2 separate regions of the Columba livia genome follow, and region 1 is linked to region 2. The links are chromatin contacts, called in public Hi-C maps. All regions are on one chromosome and are shown on one strand. The core of a region is the stretch at or near the end of the contact, and the rest is flanking DNA. Distances in the headings are between cores, read along the strand shown. Region 1 has its middle 13 kb from the start of AAR2. Region 2 overlaps DLGAP4 (DLG associated protein 4).

Region 1 (2,700 bases), core at 142-2,641, 160 kb after region 2:
GTCCTGGCTGTGTCACCTCCCCTCTACCCCCCGCTCCCTGTGGAAATTAACCCTCTCTCGGCTGTCCCAGCTCAGCACCTCACACCTGCTTTGTGCCGCTGCACACTCAGCACATTCCGGGAGCGTTCAGAGGACCGAGGGCTGAGCGCAGACCGGGAGCCCTCTCCTGGGCACAGCGCCCTGCAGCACCTCCCGGCCCGCGCTGCAAGAGCAGGAACAGCACAGGCGTAAGCCCCCACATCACCCCCCGTGTGAGAAGAGGGAGAGGGAAGGTTTTGAGAAGCATTGGAAGCAGAGCAGCTACTCACGAGCCCAAACCCACCCAGCTGCCCGGCGACTTCAGGTGTGTCATGCTCACACAGGTAGCTCAGCTCTGCGCATATCCACGCACCTATAACTTCATGTACGCAGCTGGTCGGGCAGCTCTGAGGAACTCTACCTGGTGGCACTAGTAACGCCAGCCAAAAGGTGCTTTTACTGAGCGGTGATCTGAGAGGAACACAGAAAAAAATTGCTTTACTGCTGGTACCAGACAAAATCTGCTGTTTCAGTACTGAAGCATGGGAAGGCTGACGGAGTTAAATCACATTAGAACTGGACTAGGACCCCGACACGACAATAGAAGTTGTCTGGTCTTTCGAAGCAGTAATAAATGTTTTGTCACTGAAGAAGTAAAGGAAGAGGGAGAAAAAAAACGTAAATCAAAGGTAACATCTTCTTTGGGAATTTAAAAGAATCTTGCAGAGAATGGTGGATAATAAAGAAGGCGGAACATCTTCCTGCTAATGCAGGAGAGCTCTTGACCTGCCTCCTTCTGCTGAGTAATAAACTGAATGAGAACCCCAGAAGCAATATTAGATCACACTGGTCATTGGTCTTGTTAAGAAAATAAGTCCATTAAATGAACACACATGGGCAGTGTGAACTTCCAGCAACAAGGAACACGCACAGCCCTCCTCAGTGAAGTCTTGGTAATGAAATAAAGTCATTAAATGGCCCGGAGTGACCACGCCCCACAGCTGGGTAATGTGTTTAACAGGTCCCTGCTGAATTGCACTTGGGACGTCTCTCAGAAGTCTGCAAAGCTCATAGCAATGATCAGCAGATTCTCAAGTGATGCCTTTTAAATCTTGAAGTGGGTGTTTGAAAAAAACAAAACCACCACCAGACAAGAGGCCATGCGTAGCACAAATGGAAGAAGTGAGCCCACGAGGCCACCTAGCACTTCCCCTGCCTGAATCATCTCCTCTCCCCAGCTGCTGCAAGGTCTGACAGCTCATCCCTGCTCCATCGCCTCCTGCCCAGATGCCAGTTCACTTCAGCCAGATGTGCGGCTCTCCCAGGCGCGGTCAGGGGTGTCCTGTGGCAGGAGCAGGGCTGCACCCTGCGCACGGCCCTGCTCCCGACCTGCATGCTGCAGCCCTCCCTCGCAGAACCATCTGCCAATGGGGCCTGGCTTGGGGTCCCCTCAGCACAGCCCTGGGTTGGGGTCACCCACCATCCAACCTGTCTGAGCAGCTCACAGCAGCGTGAAAGGCACAAGGACTTCAGCAGAGAAGGCACAAGCAGCATTGAGTGAATCCTTATTCATGTAGCTACGTAAAATCCTCCAGCAAACCTCACTAAAAGGACAATTTGCCTTCCTGTTACTGGGAATGGTTGACCTCTGCTCGGTGGGAACAACCATCCATGAGGGCAGGTTATTGTACAACTGCGTGGTACAAAGCCTGTTTTGTTGCTCTGTGGAGTAGGCGCTACCGGTGCGGGGCAGCCAGACCCCTTCTGACCAACATGTGACTGCAGGGCCATCACCCTCCCAGCTGGGGCGGCCAGTACGGACTGAGGACACATCTCTAGGGTAGCAGTGATGGGGCAGCGCTCCCAGGGACAGCCACCCACTATAAACAACTCCTTGGACTGACTGGAGCGAGACTTTCTCCAGACAGCTGCATTAGCTGCCGAGTACTTACAAACAAAAGGATGGATCAGGAAAACAAAGTTGTTCTGTAGCACAACCGCATAAACTACAACATCCAATGCCAAACCTGTGAAGATGGAGCCACCCAGAGGCCCTTCTTCTTCACTGAAACCCCTTCTCTGCGAAGGAGCGACTTTCTTGAGCCAAACACATTTTAACTGCAAAGTTTGTTTTAAAACACGCGATGTAACCTGTGCTGCTGCCAGTGATGCTGGAGCCCCCCAGAAAAGGCAAAGCAAGCGTCCCCTACCCCCAGAACACAGGCAAAGGCATTGTGGGGGGGAAGCTGTAAAAACTCACATCGTTAACAGGACTGCTTCAGGAACATCAACTAACAAGCCTCTTACCAGTTTGCTGAAGTTATGAGCAAATTTCACTGCTAACCTTCCAGTTACAGAATTTGCTTGGAGTACCCAGCATAGGCTCCTGAAGCACAATTAACAGGAACTCCCGCTGTTTAAACAGACAGCTTCATAAAAAATGGGTCAGATTCTCAAGGAAATTCATGTCCCTTGGAGATCTTTTCCCAACAGACATGGCCATCTCTTTGCTTGCTCAAGTGCAAGGAGAATCTCAAATATTGTCGAGTCGAAAGAAACAGCACTTGTTTCATGCAACTTCTGATACCTGCAAGACAAGAACAAAACCTCGCCTGCTTCAACAGTGACAGGCAATGTCTTTTCCAAAGGCATCTTCTTCAACAACATCCTCGACGTCCCTCG
Region 2 (2,700 bases), core at 151-2,650:
GGCCTGAGCAACCAAGTCTGGCACATGGGTGAAGGTTTGTGGGGTGCAGGGGAAGGTGAGGGGACAAGATCTCGGGTCCTGCTGCCCCCAGGAATACAGTGCAGTTTCCAGGTTAGTCCAGCTGAACCCCAGTGAGGACAAGGGATCCACACCAGCTGTCAGAGGCACAGCCTTGGTGACAGACCAGCTCTTGCACAGGCTGATGCTGGGGTCTGGGATCAGGGAAACACTCTATTCACCATCTGGACTGGTGGGAAAGGGGTGAGGTGTGGGGTGAAAAATGACTTTTAAATGGTATTTTGTGGACTTGGCAACTGGAAACATCTGCAGGATTTTTTAATTATTATTATTTGTGTAGAAGAACCCAAGAGTTTATCTGGAAGAAGTTAAGGCAGACCCAAACCTGAATGACAGTGCTGCAGGAGTGGGAGACGGCTGGTATTTCCAGCAGCAGCCTCCGCAGCAGGAGAAGAGCAGGGCTGTCACTGAGCCTGACCCAGCCAAGACCAGAGCCACGGTCTCTGCTGACACCCAGGTGCACAGGGGCTGGGAAAGATGTGGGAACGATGGGAAGGATGTGGGAGGAAGAGGAGGGATGTAGGAAAGGTGGGGTGGCCCCATTCTTCCATTCCACCATGAGACCCTGTGTGAAGGAGTCCTTGTCACAGATGAGGTGGGGCATGGTTCAGTACACGATTAGCCACATCAGCCCAGGCGAGCTGTGGGGACTCTCCCTCTTGAATCGCACACAATTCCTGCAGAGGACCCTTGAGGTGCCGCTTCCCAGGCATCCAGCAGGGCCATGGGCGCAGAGGTCTGTCCTTCACCAGCCCAGGGGACAGTGAAGCTGAGGGCAGAGAGCATCCCAGCTGGGCAGGAACCCTGTGCAGAGTGTTGACCTCCAGGAAGGACCGTGGCACCTCCTGAATCTCCATTGCAGGATGTGATGAGGACAGCTGAGCAGCCAAGTACAGCGTTGCACCCCAAGTCCTGGGCTGTGTCGATTGCCTTGGTTCCCTCAGCCTGAGTGGGTTTGCTACGTGAGCTCACCGTGCACCCATGGTGTGAGTCGGTTGTGTCCTGGGGCAGGCCGTGGCCCTGCCAGCCTCCCTGTGCCCACCCCACTGGGCTTCACCCTGATCACCCTCACACCTGTCTGTGGGGAAAGAGAGTCACAGGGCAGGCAACAGCCTTTGGAAGGGCAGGGACCCTTTCACAGGGACGGATCCTGTCTCACTCCTCTGTGCCTGCCTCTGGCTCAGGCTGCAGCTCTCCCTGCAGTCCCTCCTGTCCCTCCTGTCCCACACCACGGGTCCGGCCAAGCAGACCGAGGACCTTGGCGAGGGGTGGCACAGGGCTGTGCCAGGGCACAGTGCGCCACTGCTGTCCCGGGGCTGTGCCGGGCTGGCGGGAACCCCAGGGAGGCTCCGCGGCACCCAAACGTGTCCCCTAAGCTTCCTGGTGCGGGGGCGAAGCGCAGGGCCGGTCGGCAGATGGCGGCCGTGCTCAGGCTGCGGCCGCCCCGCGTCCCCGCTGGAGCTGCGAGCCCCTTCCCGCCAGCGACCCCCGCTGGGGACCGAGCTCTCGCCGCCACGGCCGCGCCCAGCCCCGCGCTGCCCAGACCCCCCTGCCCGCGCAGCTCGGCCGGCTCTGCCCCCGCTCGAACACCCTCCCGTCCTCAGAGCTGCCTGTCCTTGGGCTCCCATGGACCCCGGCAGCCCCGGTGCGGTCATAGCCTGATGGAGGTGACCTGGATGGACAATGAGCCCAAGACCAGACCAACGTCAGCCTCCCAGCTTGGGTATTTTGCATCAGAGATGCCTGGACCCAACTTTACTCCCCCTGAAGTGGATGCAAAGGCAGGGAACAAGGATGGATTCAGAGCCAGCATTTCCAGGGCTCCCCACAGTTAATTTTGTCACTGTCCCTCAGTAGAAAACAGCATCTGGTCTTTGGTCTGAAGCCACCATGAGTGGTCTCCACACTGTCTGCTGCACACTCACTTCCTTCTGGCTCTGCTGAACGTCAGCAGTTCATCCGCAGTGGCTCCTGCCTCCTCCTGCCCCTTTGTGCTGCGCCTGAGCCACAGAGTCCAAAACACTGTCAGCCTTTTACAGCCCCTGGGTGCCTTGTCCCGGAAAGCAGAGCAGCTGGTGAGGACACTGCACAGTGTCACCTCCTGTAAGGTGGTCCACACAGACCCTGTCCTTCCAGGACCAGCCTCTTGCCCAGAAAGCTTTTGCTGTGTTTGCCTTGCTCTGCCATCTATCTGGCTGGAGCCACGGTGGGCCTTCTTCCCTCAATACCTGATCCCAGACCTTTTAACTCTCCTAGCCTCAGGGTATCATCCAGCCTAATGTGCCAACACTTTCTGGCTGGTCCCAGAGTCCCTGGGACACCTGTGAACAAAGCAGATGGCACAGTCCCAGCAGCCTGTGGGCTGCATGCCAAGTGTCCTCAGCCATGAGCATCTCCCACATCTAAATAGCATCATGGGGCTGGGATCTCAGAGGAGTGGATGCTTAGAGGGGAAATCCACACAGCTCCATCAAAGAGGTGCCCTCACCAGCACTGGGAGGACAGGGACCTGGCGCAGGCTACTAACACCAGGGCTATTTGGAGCCACCAGGATGGAAAGATCTCTCCGTTCCTCTGCCATATCTTCTTCTGTCCTGCTTCTCTGCTCATCTGCCTGCTCCA

What was found. A called contact is a pair of places that touch in the nucleus more often than the background predicts.
Region 1: a Hi-C map of crop shows a contact between it and region 2, with 2.4 times the contacts expected there. The contact joins two enhancer-like sites. A contact is called at or near these places in 2 of 2 Hi-C or Micro-C datasets (crop and liver).

Annotation. Positions count from the first base shown.
Region 1 is chr16:15,133,655-15,136,354 of bColLiv1.pat.W.v2, forward strand. No RefSeq gene overlaps it. Among named protein-coding and RNA genes, the nearest start is that of AAR2, 13 kb to the right of the region's middle. Within about 2 kb of position 1,392, at least 1 of the 3 cell types and tissues checked has an H3K27ac peak away from gene starts, as active enhancers do.
Region 2 is chr16:14,973,756-14,976,455 of bColLiv1.pat.W.v2, forward strand. The region is part of intron 5 of DLGAP4 (DLG associated protein 4); the gene reads right to left. Among named protein-coding and RNA genes, the nearest start is that of TGIF2, 70 kb to the left of the region's middle. Within about 2 kb of position 1,401, at least 1 of the 3 cell types and tissues checked has an H3K27ac peak away from gene starts, as active enhancers do.